2 separate regions of the Macaca mulatta genome follow, and region 2 is linked to region 1. Evidence: chromatin contacts called from public Hi-C data. All regions are on one chromosome and are shown on one strand. The core of a region is the stretch at or near the end of the contact, and the rest is flanking DNA. Distances in the headings are between cores, read along the strand shown. Region 1 holds the start of ADRM1 (ADRM1 26S proteasome ubiquitin receptor). Region 2 holds the start of RPS21 (ribosomal protein S21).

Region 1 (7,375 bases), core at 1,692-4,191:
GGAGCCTAGGGCTCCGAAGGCACTTGGCTGCTGCCAAGCCAAGTCCTCTCACCCTCTTGCTCTCTGGGGTGTGGTTCTTTATACACCTGTCTCCTTCCTTCAACCAGTGGAAGGCAGCGAACTGGCCCGCTCAGCACACCACAGCCCAGAGCCACGGCAGGCCCTCACAATCGAGCACACGTGTGTGTCCCCACACGTGCACAGACCAGGGTCAGAAGCATCAACCTGCGAGCACACAGAGCTGGGAGCAGAGCACCCACGCACACCTCCAACAGCTATGGAGGCTGCAGGGCGCCAGGGACACTGGGAGTCCCTGCCCTCATGGGCACACCCCGAACGGCAGGGCGCCAGGGACACTGGGAGTCCCTGCCCTCATGGCAAAGCGGGGACAGGGACTTAAAAGTCATCAACAGGAAAATCGGGAAAAAAAGGGGAGAGGGTGGTAACAGTTGGACACTACTTCTTGGCAAAACCGTGGAAAAACACGTTCTACACCAGCAGGTGGCAAACTGTGCTCCCCATCTGTGTTTGCAAATAAAGTTTAATTGGAACTCGGCTATGCCTGTTCATTTCCCAGGCCACGTGCACAGTGCCTGCAGAGGTGAGCGGCAACACGGACCATCTGCCCCCCAGAGGCCTCTCAGACAGGGCCACCCTTGCTCTCGAAAGGGCCAAGGTTGGGGGTGGGGACAGCAGCTCCACCTCTGGCAGAGGGCATGGCATTCTCTCTCCACATTGCAAACGCACGCACACGCTTTCTGACCACAGGCCCGCCACCAGTTTTCACCTCCAGATTATACTGGCTTATGGAAAATAATCTGTGTACCAGGCAATTCTTTGCAACACTGCCTGTAACAGCACAAAAAACAGCAACAAGCTCAATGGTCACTGACAGAGGGCAGAATGAGCAATGGCCTCTGGACCCAACGGACGCTCTGCAGCTGTGGGTAAGAGAAACCCTGGGCGCTGATACCCCTGGCCTCCAGGACACACTGCCAGGGAAGGGGCAGGGCTGTGGAGAGGGAGAGGAGAATGCTTCGTTTCTGTGAGCCACACAGGAGCCCCTGCCTCTGCTGCGGGGGCCTCAGTGACCCACAGCAAGGGGCAGAGAGGGCACTGGGCATCGCTGGAACCAGGGTCAGCATGCCTGTCTGGCTGGAAATTCCACACCGCAATTGGGTACCCGGAGCCCAGCCTGGAGCCGCCGTACTCTGGGAGAGGACCTCGGCCCCAGGGAACACGCACCACAGTCCCGGGGTGGCATCTCAGGCCGTGTGGCCGGTGCCCGCTGGTTTGTAACAGCCAATTGCACCACACTGCAAGCAAGTTCCTAACTGAATCACAGGGCAACAAAAAGGCAAAACCCCAAGAGCTGCCCCGTACCTGCATCCAGAAGAAAAGCCGCTTGGACCCTGCCTTGAACTTCAGCACGTAGACCCTCCCGCTGGGGCACTGCGGCACCCGCTTGAACTCACAGTCGTCAGGGAAGATGATCAAGTCCTGGCAAGCCACAGGAAGAGAGAGTCAGCGGTGCAGATGGCACCACTGTGCCCAGTCTCAGGAGAGCATGCCAGGCCCTGGGTCTAACGGGGTGGGGTGCACAAGAGGCAGCTAAGCCGCCAGATCCCTCGCTGGCAGGGTCTCCCCCAGGTGGAGAAGCCAGGGTCAGAGACAGCCCATGAAAGGCAAGGCGCGGGGGAGAGAGCAGGAAATGGGCCTTTCAGATAGCAACAGGGTTTCTGAGACGTGTTGGGAACAACATTCCTAGAGTAGTTAAAAGGTCAACTCTGAACTACTCTCCAATGTAACAAAAAACAACTTAAAGTTTGAAGAACAAAGACGACTGAGTGAAGCGGCCAGGCAGAGAGCTCCAGGCTCTCCAGGGCCACACCTCCAACCCCAGGCACCTCACACGGAAAGTTCAAGACACACAGTGGCCGAGACGCCCCTGTCATCGCGGAAACCAGGACGACTCATCAGCACGACAGCCGATGACGGCCTCACGAGCGTTCCCCAGATGCGGCCAAGCCCCCACCGCGAACTCCAAAGCGAGGACTCCGAGGGCCCGAGAAGTCGCCTGTCCCGCTGTCGCGGCTCTGGGACACTCACGTCTTCCACGTTCCCGGACGTCCTGTCCTTCCAGCAGAAGTGAATAAGCGAGTCGTCCGTCTGCTGAATGTACACCAGCCCTTTCCGCTTATCCGGGGTCACGGTGGTCCCCTTCAGGGACATCTTTCCCGCCCGAAACTCCACCAGGTACTTGTTGGAGGCGCCCCGAGAGCCTGGCACCAGGCTTGGGAAGAGCGCGCCTGAGGTCGTCATCCTGAAAGCGCGGAGACGACGCTGAGACGCGGCGGTCACGGTCGCCTGCGGTCCGGCAAGCTCCCGCCCCCTGGGGTGTTTGGGAGCAGGGGGCCGGCGCCCAGAGCTGCCTAAGGCCGCGCAGGCCCCGTCCACACTGACACGCCGGGCTGCTTTCCGCGTTTCCCCCGCGCCCGCCGAACGCACCGCTCGCAGTCGGCGCTGGGCCGGGGCAGCCCCGCCGAGCCTAATGGGGCCGGCCCCAGGCGTGACGCCGTCTCCGCGGGGAACCAGCCTCGACGCGCCGCCCCGGCGACCCGCTCCGCGGGGCAGATCCGCCCGAGCTCCCGCCGAGCCCCACGCTCAGGGCAGCAGGCGGAACCGGGGCGGCGCCCGAACCCCAGAGCCCCCACCCGGCCCGGCCCCCGCAGGCCCCGCCCGCCGCGCCGGCCACCTTCTCGTCCTGGCTGACCCCGCCCCATCCCCGGACCAGCAGCCCCTGCCCCCGCCTCCGGTCGCCCCCGGCCGCCCCAGGACCTGCGACCCCCGCACCTGCCTCGCGCCCACACTCGTACGAGAGGCGCCGTCCGGGCTCTTCCTCCTCGGCGCCTGCCGGGCCCCGCCGGAAGCCCGCGTTCGGCCCGCCCCGCCTGCCGCTCTCGCCACCGATTGGGCCCCGGAGGCCCCGAGGCCGGCCCTAATCTGCCACCGATTGGCGAGGGCGACCGTCCATCGCACTCGCTCCTCCCCGGTCCGCCCCCGCGCCGGCGCCTCTTTTCCGGCGGAAGCGCGGGCCGGGAGGCGCGTGGGCCAGAGCGGCCCCTATTGTTGCTGTGTCATAGGGGAGCGGCGGCGGCCCCTAGAGGCGGCGCCAAGGACCGCAGGCGGGTTTCAGAAGCGCGCTGGGGACCTGCTGAGGTCGGGCCAAGCCCACCCCTCGGCGTCGCCAGCCCGGGCGGGAAGAGCTGTCACTCGTGTGACTGTGCCAGGGGATAGGAGGAAGCCGAGGAGTGCGGTCCGGCTCTGGGCGGCAGGCACCAGGGCTACGCACAGAAGTGACCATGGTTCAGCGCTTCGGGCACCCGGGCAGGAGCTGCAGTCCACGCGTCCGGGAGAGCAGGGGTGAGAACCGTGACATGGTCTCAGCTGCATACATCTAGTCCCGCAGGGGTCGGGGAGGGCAGAGGTCAGGGAGGGATGGGTCCCGGAGGAGAGGGGTCCCGGGAGGGGAGGGGGTCTCCGAGGGGAGGGATTTGGGAGGGGTGAGTCCGGGAGGGGAGAGGTTCCCGGAGGGGAGGGGGCCCGGGAGGGAAGAGGGTCCCGGAGGGAAGGGATCTGGGAGGGGTGAGTCCGGGAGGGGAGGAGTCAGGGAAGGCCTGAGTCCCAGAGGGGTGGGGTCCGGGAGGGCAGGGGTCCCGGAGGGCAGGGGCTTATCCTCTGGGCGCCTGGATGGGAAAGGCCACAGGGTAAAAAGGCTGCAGTCGCCCTCCAGTGTTGTGTAACTTTGAGTCACTTTTGACACAAACTAAAGCGAAGACAACAGAGAGTGCTTGTGGCGCCCCAGCCGGCTGCTGAAGAGGGACACGTTCTTTGGGATTTGCCTACAGCGACGCCAGGCGGGGGCTCTTAGAGGGGTCGGGCGCGGTGGCTCACGCCTGTAATTCCAGCACTTTGGGAGGCCGAGGTGGGCGGATCACTTGAGGCCAAGAGTTCAAGACCAGCCTGGGCAACATGATGAAACCCCGACTCTACTAATGCAAAAATTAGCAAGGTGTGCTGGCACATGCCTGTAATTCCAGCTACTCAGGAGGCTGAGGCACGAGAATCGCCTGAACCCGGGAGGTGGAGGTTGCAGTGAGCTGAGATTGTGCCACTGCACTCCAGCCTGGGCAACAAAGGGAGACTCCTCAAAAATAAAAAATAAAATAAATAAATAATAATAGTAATAAAAATAGGTCAGGAGCTTCGTGAGAACCCCGAGGTGCAGTGGCCTCGGCACCCGTTAAGCAGGAGGACTAGATGTCTGCAGCTGAGACCCTGCCAGGGTCCTCGGGTTCTCCTTTGCCCACCGCTCACTTCCTTCTTTCCTTCAGATACTCTGCTCACTTCGGGCGTTCCCCGGGGTCAGGGTGTGCTTGGTGGCTCACGCTCCGAGTGGATGCACAGCTCTCTGAGGTCTTTAGGTGTATGTTTTCATTCACCCTTGTTGGGAGATGCGTTGGTGTTGATGCTGGCAGCTCCAGTCCTTTCATTCTGCAGGGAGCCTACTGCTCAGCCCTCCATTGTCTCAGTGGCAGAGCATGTGCCAGTTATGTTTAGTTGCCAGCTTTTGACTGTCATAATGTTCCCATTCATGTTGTTTTGGAAAATGTAGCTATTTTTCATTTTAAAATGTGTGTTAACAGGTAGTGAGTTTGTTATTTTTATGTAGTTAAATAATTTTAAATGTCCTTTTAATTCCTAGTATGGTAAATGTCAATAAAGCTCACATAAACAAAAGCTCTTGGGGGCCTGTATAATTTTTAAGAATTTAAGCGGTCCAGAGGCTAAAGGGTTTGAGAGGGGCTAACACAAAGCTCTGGGGCCCGCTGGTGATAGGTGCGCCACTGATACTGCAGCCCCGTCCTCGTGCCCTCATGTAAAACAGGGAAAAGGTGGAAATGAGAAAACCCAACCCGGCTTTCCCGGCAAGAGGGTGGCAGGCAAGTGTCACTTATTGACGTCACAGACAGTGAAGCAGCAGCTCCAGGGTCCGCAGGGGCCAAATGTGCAGAGGCCAACGAAGTGGCCAAGAGGGCCCTGGATTTACCATTTCCTCCAGTTCCTGGTGGCCCTGTGGCCTGGGACGGCTCAAAACAAACAAAAAACCCCAGAACTCTTTACCTACACTTCAAGTGAAATTCGCACATTCCTATGAGCACGCTGCAGTGAGGAAACAAGCCGCAGCCAGACAGGCATTGCAGAGGCCACTGTGGGTGCCCGCTGCCAGCGCACGGGCTCTATGCCTGTGTGGGGTGTGGCACCTGGAGCACCCAGCAGCCCAGGACTCCAGCTGTGGCCACGGAGCGGGTGGGGGCACACGCTGCTTTCTGTCAGGAATCTCGGACTTGAAGCACACGCAAGGTTGGGATCTCGGACTTGAAGCACACGCAAGGTTGGAATCTCGGACTTGAAGCACACGCAAGGTTGGAATCTCGGACTTGAAGCACACGCAAGGTTGGAATCTCGGACTTGAAGCACACGCAAGGTTGGAATCTCGGACTTGAAGCACACGCAAGGTTGGAATCTCGGACTTGAAGCACACGCAAGGTTGGAATCTCGGACTTGAAGCACACGCAAGGTTGGAATCTCGGACTTGAAGCACACGCAAGGTTGGGATCTTGGACTTGAAGCACACGCAAGGTTGGAATCTCGGACTTGAAGCACACGCAAGGTTGGAATCTCGGACTTGAAGCACACGCAAGGTTGGGATCTCGGACTTGAAGCACACGCAAGGTTGGGATCTCGGACTTGAAGCACACGCAAGGTTGGGATCTCGGACTTGAAGCACACGCAAGGTTGGAAGGGCCGTGTGACAGGCACAGCTGTCGCTATCTAATTGGTCGCTGATGGCAGTTGGTAGGATGTCTGCAAAATGCCTGCAGCATCTAGAGCAGCAGCCTCACCGGGACACACGCATTCAAGTCAAGGATTTGGATTAAGAGATCCCCTAAAGGAGATTTCTATTCATCCTGTTTAGCAAAAAAAAAAAAAACAACAACAAGCAGCCCTGGACTTGCACAATGGCTCACACCTGTAATCCCAGCACTTTGGGAGGCCAAGGTGAGAGGGTCCCTCGAAGCCCAGGAGTTCAAGACCAGCTTAACCAAGACAGTGAGACCCCGTCTTTACAAAAAGACAAATGAAACAAGAGCCAGGCGTGGCGGTGCACGCCTGTAGTCTCAGCTACTTGGGAGGCTGACGTGAAGGTCAAGGCCGCAGTGAGCCGTGATGTGAGCCGTGATGGCACCACTGCACTCCAGCCTGGGTGACAGAGCGAGACCCTGTCCCAAGAAAGCCCCAAACTGTGAAGAAAGCACACCCTGACGCGCTCCACGTGCTGCAGGCTCCTGGGGTGAAAGCCCCAAACTGTGAAGAAAGCACACCCTGACGCTGTCCATGTGCTGTAGGCTCCTCGGGTGAAAGCCTGGGCCGCGCCTCCATGTCAGCAGAAGACACCGCCGGATGTTTCACCCAAGAGGTCACAGGCAGCAAAGGCACCGTGGCAAGCTGCTCCACACCATTATTCATGAGAGAAATGCCAATGAAATACACCTGCTGGGGCTAAAAGCAAACGACAGAAGGTGCCAGGCAAAGTTGGGAACGCCAATGGCACGGCTACTTGGGAAAAGCGTTAGGCAGGGGTAGGGTTTTTTAAACTTTTTTTTTTTTTTTTTTTTGAGACGGAGTCTCGCTCTGTCGCCGGGGCTGGAGCGCAGTGGCCGGATCTCAGCTCACTGCAAGCTCCGCCTTCCGGGTTTACGCCATTCTCCTGCCTCAGCCTCCTGTGTAGCTGGGACTACAGGCGCCTGCCACCTCGCCCGGCTAGTTTTTTGTATTTTTTTTTAGTAGAGACAGGGTTTCACCGTGTTCGCCAGGATGGTCTCGATCTCCTGACCTCGTGATCCGCCCGTCTCGGCCTCCCAAAGTGCTGGGATTACAGGCTTGAGCCACCGCGCCCGGCCTTTTTTTTTTTTTTTTTGAGATGGAGTCTTACTCTATCCCCTAGGCTGGAGTGCAGTGGCTTGATCTCAGCTCACTGCAGCCCCCGCCTCCCGGGTTCAAGCAGTTCTCCCACCTCAGCCTCCTGAGTAGCTGGGATTACAGGTGCACGCCACCAGGCCCAGCTAATTTTTGTATTTTTATTAGAGATGGGGTTTCACCATGTTGGCCAAGCTGGTCTCGAACTCCTGAGCTTGAGCGATCCACCCACCTCGACCTCCCAAAGTGCTGGAATTACAGGTGTGAGCCACCACGCCTTGCGTTTTTTGTTTTTTGTTTTTTGTTTTTTTTAACATTTTAAAAATGTCTAAGA
Region 2 (7,375 bases), core at 3,493-5,992, 96 kb before region 1:
CTCACCCCACACCCCGGCACCTCCCTTCAAGGCTCTTCCTAAAACTGCCCCTCATCAGAGGCCACTGCCCCCCACCAAAAGCAGGGCCTGTCCTCTGTGGCTCCACCCACCAGGCACAGGGGGGACCTGCTGTGGGCGCCCACCCAAGGGAGGGGGGAAGCCAAGACCCAGCCTGCCTGTCGCTGCCCTTGCACCCTGCCCTGGGCATTGTACGTGGTACAGTGGAGGTTACTGCCCTGAAGGATACAGTGGTGTTTCTTGCAGCCCAAAGCCACATTGCTCGAGCCTCCTTGGTGGTGGCAGGGGGCTGCCGCCTCAGCCCCAGCCAGAGCCCCAGGGACATGGCTTCTGTCTTAACCCACAGCTTAAAGCGGGAGATGCGGAGCCTGTCGGAGGAGTGCAGCCTGGAGCCTGTGACGGTGGCCATGGCCTACGTGTACTTTGAGAAGCTGGTCCTGCAGGGCAAGCTCAGCAAACAGAACCGCAAGCTGTGCGCCGGCGCCTGCGTGCTACTGGCCGCCAAGATCAGCAGTGACCTGCGCAAGAGCGGCGTGAAGCAGCTCATTGATGTGAGTGCTGGGTTTGGCAGGCACTGCAGGCAGGGTCATGACATCCAGCCAGGGCCACTGCTGAGATGGGGCTGGCCGGGCGGGAAACGTGGAAGAGGGAAGGCTCCCGTGTAACCCTTCTCTCTCCCCTGCAGAAGTTAGAAGAAAGGTTTCGATTCAACAGGCGTGACCTGATCGGGTTTGAGTTCACAGTGCTCGTGGCCTTGGAGCTGGCCCTGTATCTTCCCGAGAACCAAGTGTTACCTCATTACAGGCGCCTCACCCAGCAGTTCTAGCAGAGGCTCCACAGAAGGCTCAGGGCACCGAGGTGCACTTGCTGGCCAGGGAAGTGTCTCACTGAAGCCCCGCGCTGCCTCCTGCCAGTGCCCCCAGCACCCGCCAGAGGAGGCACCTGGCCTCCGCTGGTACGGCTCTCCTTTTTGCCTCTGCTGTTTCCTTGGAAAGTGACGTCGCTTTCATCCCCAAATGCACTGTCCCTCCAAGGGGATTTCTGAGAATTCGCCTGGATTTTTACATAACTAAATGTGGGGTTTTGTTATTGGTATTTTTTCACGTGCCTCAGACCAGCCTGGCACCAGGATCTTTGGTTCACAGCGTGTAGCAGTGAGCCGGCTGCAGTCTGTCTCCCCACGCCTCGCCTTCTGTAAACCACCGCAGCCACCACAGCGTTGGGGTGGAGATCTGGGTTTCTAGACCTCACTGAACACACTGAAATGGCTGAGTTTAACTTATTTAGGCATTCATCTTGGAGATTTGGTTTTTCGGGTGTGGATTCCTCAGCAGCATCTCCCAACATCGACTGTGCCGCTGGCTCCCTGCCACCCAAAGCCGAGTTCCTCCAGAGCTTTCTCCGCCCACCTCACTGCGTCCTAAATGGAGCTTTTGGTGTCCAGTTAAACTAGCAGGAGCAGTCTCCTGATTTATTTTGATCTCATTCTTGGACTCTTGGACCTCTGTTCTTCAAACATTGTGTCACTGTGAAATCCTGATGCCCTTGTGTCCTACAGACCGACTGGGTGCAACAGACAGCTGCCCATACCATGCCATGCTCTACCCTCTGCCTCTCACCAGGAGACACTCTGGGCCTCCAGGACAATCGCTGCTTGCCGGCTCTTATTTTTCTAAGCAATATTGTGATGGAGAAAAATAACATATTTATTGGGATTTGGTTTTTTGGGTCTTTTTTTAAGGGAACAAAAAATGGTTAAATGAGGTCTGCCAAAGTTGACCTGAAAACACACTTGACCCTCAGGCAGGAGGGCACTGACCACACCCCACACAACCTCAAAGGGTCAGTGCATCAGTCTTTTTCTTCTGAGGCAGGAAACAGGTGCTGTCTTAGCCACCTCGGCCAGGGCAGCCCACCATGCTAAAAGGACTCCAAGTTGTGGTCAATGTCCCTTCTGTGCAGGGCCCCATCTCTAGCTTTTCCACATCTGTCTGAAGTTCTTGCAACGAATTTTACATGGTCCAGCAATCCAGCTAGCTGCCTCATCAAAACACTGAATAACCAAGGACTGCTGAGTTTTTCTTCATGGGTCAGCTGGTCTCAAAACTGGCCGCTGCCTCAGCCACCAAGCTTTCTCCTACCACTACTTTAAACCTCCCTGGCCCTGGAGAGACTCTGGGATGACTCTGCCTCTAGCCCATTACAATACATTCTATGCTATTTGTGCAGACTGGTGCTTCCGCAGAAAGGGGATGCCAATTCTGGTGATCACAGAACTCCACCAGCAACTCCACCTGACCCCAGCAGTGGTGCAGGACAGCTGCCAGCACCCACCTGGCCCTCCTTTTCCACAGCCACTCACTGGGGTTGAGACCCAGAGATGGCTGGTGTGTAGGAGAGGCTGCAGGAGGAGGACAAACCAAAGCCTTTGCCCTTATTTACTATGGAGCATCCCCTTCCATCGAGCAGCCCTCAGGCCAAGGATGACCCCCTGGAACCCAACGTGCACCCAGAGGGGACTCGACTTCCAAGCTGCTCCCCCATGCTGGGTCCCAGGCAGCTTTCCTCTGAAAAGCAACCTCTCCTGCCACCCAGATCCCATCTCAAGAGCTCGCCCATGTTATGAGCATGTAAGGGACTGAATTCCTAGTAACTGTTCCAGTTTACAGCCTGCCCTCCAGGGACACCCGTCTTCATGGTTCTTTCTACACGTGAAAGCAAGAAATGGCTGATAAGCACAGTAATTTAAGTTTGTGTATTTATGTAGTGAAAGTTATTAACCAAACCGGTCTATGTGAAGTGTGAAGCCTTCCCTTCAGTATGTCCATTGTCGTGATGCCAAGAGCTGCCACTGTGTGGTATTCGAGGATTACTGCAACAAAGCCAGTAGTTACACCAAACTACACTCTCAGCGTGTCATCCCCTAGAACACACCCAGGTGTCGGGAGCTGAGGTGTTCAGCTGGGCTGTGACTCCACAAAAGCAGGCCTGGTGTTGCTTCCACGTCGGTAGCAGTTGTGGATGTCAATGTGCATAAGCAAGTCTCTGACCTCAGAACGTTTGAGTCATTTTATCTTAAGATGTTTCTAAATGGATAATGTATCCTTTAAACCTCGGTTTTGCAATACGTTTCACAGCTTGTCTCCTTTCAACTAACTGGGTACCGTACCCCACCCTTGTCACCCATTGACAGCAAAACCTCAACCCTGGGCCTACAGACACAGAACGAACCTGCACAGGTAGGTTTTCACTCTTTATTTATGACAAATATTCCACTTCCATGATTCTCTCCAGTCAAAAGTTCCTAGAACCAGGGGAAAAGGACAACGTTAGGACCACGCCTCTGGAGCAGCCCTAGTCCACTCACTCTGCCCAAATGTGAGCCCCCCAACCTTACTTTGAGACGATGCCGTCGGCCTTGGCCAATCGAAGAATGGAATCATCTGACTCACCCTTAAGAAAAAAAACACACTAAGAATATTTCCACTCCGGCTGCTTGAGATGGCAGGTCAGCTGCGCCACCAGCCCATGTGTCTCCCCCGCTGAGCAAATGTAAACAGGCGCAGAAGGGGAGCCACCTCTCCTGAGGGGCAGCCTCCAGCCTGACTATGGCGTGAGATGGGGGGGACCTCCTAGTGGGAGGCAGGGTCTGCTGCCTATTTTCTCAGAGCACCCCTCTTCCACCCCCAAGAAGCAGCAGGCAGCCAGCCCAGTCCAGCTGGCTCAAACTACTCTGCCAGCAAATCTACTCAGGCACCATCACACACTCAAATGCGCAGGGTAAAGCAGGGTCAAGTCCACGATGTCCCGAAGTGAGCAAAGCCCAGGGAACACTCACCATCCTACGAATGGCCCCGCAGATAGCATAAGTTTTAAACTGGCCATTAAACCTGCCTGTGACCTTGTCAACCTAGAAAGAGAAGAAGGGTCAGAAACCACTTCCCCAAGTTTGGGAAACACCAATCCTCAAAGCCAGTCTCTGCCTTACGTTCACCCTAGGGGCTCCTCCACAATGGGACAGGCCTGCCTTTCCCGGCACATACATCCCAACCTTCCCGCCTCCCGGGCTCCCAGCTCACCTCGGCCACGTTCATCTGGATGGATGCGTGGTCCTTGGCACCGATGATGCGGTTGCTAGCGGAGCTGTGGAGAAAGGGAGCAGTGAGCAGAAGGGACACGGGGGTTAAAAATGAAAGAGGGGACGTGGAGGGTTGGGAGGGTCTGCATGGAAAAGAGGAACGTCCGGGGAAGGATACGTGAGGGACGTGGCGGGGTAAGGACAGGAGGGGTGTGGGGGGAACAAGGGCAGGCGACGGGACGTGGTGGTTGGGTAAAAACGGAAGAGGGGCATGTGGGGGGCGCAGTGAGCCGGGCGTGGGGAGGGCGCTCACCATTTCCGCGGCACGTACAGGTCCACGAACTCGCCGGCGTCGTTCTGCATCCCGAGGCTGAGCCTGCGGAGTCACCGCGCGGCGCCGTGAGGACGGCCGGAACCGTGCCCCGGCTCCCGGCGCAAACCCGCCCCTAGGGTCACGGCCGCAGCCGCACACCGCACCCTGCACCCCGTCCCCCGCGTCCAAGCCCCCGCTTCCGCCCCAGCCCCAGCCCCAGCCCCAGCCCTGAGCCCCAAGCCAGCGCCGCGCACCACACCTGCTGCCACCACACCGCGCGCGAGAGAGAAAGGAAGCGGCTAATTACCCGGCAGAAATATCGGCGGGCAAGGCGGGGCCTCGGCGAGCGCTTCCGGGTCACGCCGCCACAGCGAGTCTGCGCGGTGCGTTTTTGCCGGCCGACGCCCTGACGCACTTCCGCTTCCGGCGGAGGAGGCTCTAGGATCCGCCCTACTGACCCTGGGGCGCGGGGCGTCGTTACGGGTGGTCGCCCTGTGTGGCGTGTTATCGTAGCCCGTGGGTTGTGCCCCACGGACGCAGTCGACCCTTGTGAGCGCCTCGGGAGCCCCGAATGAGCAGCTGGGAGAAGCGGCGGGGACTGAGCCTCGCTGACCGCTGCCGACCGGGCCAGAGATATGGGCGTACCCCCCCATAGTGCGCCTCCAGCGCCCCGGGTCCCCTCACCCTGCGGCCACCTGGGGCGTGGGGCGGTGCTCCTGCCCAGGCACGGAGCCTCTGCGAGCGGAGGCCTGCTCCCGTGGTGCCTGCTGTTCACACTCCCTCGGGCCGGTGGGCGAAGGACACCAGCAGGAACTCGGCAGAAAAGAAATTCAGACGGTTCCTGAGGGTAGGAAAAGGTCCCGGCCCACCGCGGGGTCGAAAGCACCCGACCGCTCTGCCATCCAATGTTTCACCAGTCAGATTCCCAGGGCAGAGCATGGGAAGCAGAATGCAAACTGGGGCACCGTTTCCCTGAAGCATTTTGGCCGCCTTTGTCATAGTGCTAGAGGTGCATACTCTTGGACCCCGCAAACCCGCTCCTGGGAATTTGCTCCAAGGAAGTAAAGATGATACAAAGATGGACCCACGAAGTGTGGTCGTTGGTTATGGGTGGGTTCTTGAGGAAGGCCTTGTTAGCAGCCTGAACCCTGTTGCTAGGAGAAGCTCCAAGCCGCAGACGGAAGGAGCAGCGGGGCCAATGTTGGGTTCTTCTCTGGGAGGGGGACATGATCCTAAGATGTAGAACTAGCCTCAGAAAACCAAGGCCCAGTGGCCGGGCGCGGTGGCTCACGCCTGTAATCCCAGCACTCTGGGAGGCGGAGGTGAGTGGATCACCTGAGGTCAGGAGCCTGCCTGGCCGACATGGTGAAACCCCGTCTCTACTAAAAATACAAAAAATCAGCTGGGAGTGGTGCTGGGCGTCTGTAATCCCATCTACTCGGGAGGCTGAGGCAGGAAAATTGCTTGAACCTGGGAGGCAGAGGTTGCAGTGAGCCGAGATTGCACCACTGCACTCCAGCCTGGATAAGAGTGAAATTCCTCCTCAGAAAAAAAACAAGGTGAAAGCAGGGAAGGGGCCTGGCCAAGCCTAGTGGGAGAACTAGGGCCAAACCCCACAGCCCTCTCCCTGCCCCAACCCCTCCCAATTTCCCCCATCCCATTCCTCCGTGGAGCAGTATTGACTGAGAAGTGCTGATGCCATGCCCATTCCTGGTGCCAAGGGTCCGTTAATGGAGAAAACAAAAATCCCAGACTGTGACACTAACATCTCAGAGTCGCCTCCACCCCACCTTTGTGGGAGTGTGCGTGGCAGTCCCTCAGTTAAATGTCCTCTTGGGACTTTGTCTTCCAGATGAGACAAGACCCCACAAGGACAGGCTCAGGACCGCGAACATCCTGCCTCTCCTATAGCAGCCCCATAGGCTAAGCCACAGGAGCCTCTGGAAACACAGCTGTGCCCCCACCACCCCTTTGCCTGGACAACCCTACTCCACACTGAGCTCCAAGTCTCAGCTCCCACATTCTTTCGCTGACCCAAGCCCATGTCAGTTTACATGGTTAAGGGCTCTCAGAGAACCCACTTCTCGTGACAATCTGCTTGTCATTAGACACTGATTTGTGGAACTGTTTGGCATCTTCCCTGTGACCTGGGGCTGCTGGAGCTGCGTTCCCGTGGGGCTGCACACGGTAAGCACACTGGACGCAGGATTAAGTAAAGGCACCAAGGATCCCTGACACAGCACCGTCCGAGTCAGGCCAATTTCATTCCGACTGTGGGAAGGTGTAACATCTGGACCTGGTTGGCACTGAGGCTGCAAGTTCTGTCTGGCTTGGAAACCACATGTTCATGTGGGCAGTGTGTCTGCTGTTGCTTCCACTGAACTCCAGCAACCAGGCATCAGAAGTGAGGTCACTGAGGCCATTGTCTTTCAGGAAGGTCACTCTGTTCATGCAGGCCCTGAGATGTGTGCTCTTTCCAGACCCTCAGCATGTGTACGGAGGTGTCTTGATGTTTGCAGTTGGAGATCTGCACAACTGACCTTCTCATCTATGTCTGTGTGTGGGTTGCCCAGCGAGGCCTGGGGGGTTAAGAGATTCTCTCTGGCTAAAAAGCCAGAGACGGGGCAGCCAGAGGACTAGAAGGGACAGAATAGCAGAAGGAACTCCAGAGGTCTGCAGAGGGTCTTCCTTGAGTGGTCAGGAGAGTACTGTCAGTACATTTCCTAGAAGCTGGGGAAAAAAACATCCAGAAAGATTACTCTGCTTACACGGGACTGGAAATAGTACTTGCTTTCCTCAACTTTTCCAAACTGACAATCACAAGACATTGGATGGAGTACTCAGAAAGGTCTTGCCTCAGTCATGGGGAATAATTATCCCTGCCCTGAATGTTTCCCAGGTCCCACCTAAGAAATCATAAAGGCAAGACCTGAAAGAAGCAGACTGCTTCCAAGTAATGTAATTGC

Evidence for each region. A called contact is a pair of places that touch in the nucleus more often than the background predicts.
Region 2: a contact with region 1 is called in a Hi-C map of liver, with 4 times the contacts expected there. The contact joins the promoter of RPS21 here to the promoter of ADRM1 in region 1. A contact is called at or near these places in 2 of 14 Hi-C or Micro-C datasets (fetal cortex germinal zone and liver).

The regions. Positions count from the first base shown.
Region 1 is chr10:115,093,260-115,100,634 of T2T-MMU8v2.0, reverse strand. It overlaps ADRM1 (ADRM1 26S proteasome ubiquitin receptor), which reads right to left and starts at 2,941. Exons shown (of 10, transcript NM_001260529.1): 1 at 2,854-2,941; 2 at 2,110-2,323; 3 at 1,384-1,500. The coding sequence starts at 2,322. It overlaps LOC107000340 (a long non-coding RNA gene), which reads left to right. Exons shown (of 2, transcript XR_003720248.2): 2 at 1-555.
Region 2 is chr10:115,190,922-115,198,296 of T2T-MMU8v2.0, reverse strand. RPS21 (ribosomal protein S21) reads right to left here and starts at 4,742. Exons shown (of 6, transcript XM_077952141.1): 1 at 4,717-4,742; 2 at 4,410-4,472; 3 at 4,098-4,161; 4 at 3,857-3,928; 5 at 3,416-3,471; 6 at 3,259-3,322. The coding sequence starts at 4,459. The coding sequence ends at 3,313. It overlaps LOC144332218 (a long non-coding RNA gene), which reads left to right and starts at 4,803. Exons shown (of 2, transcript XR_013400109.1): 1 at 4,803-5,256; 2 at 6,262-7,375. CABLES2 (Cdk5 and Abl enzyme substrate 2) reads left to right here. Exons shown (of 10, transcript XM_028828694.2): 9 at 365-569; 10 at 704-3,143. The coding sequence ends at 844.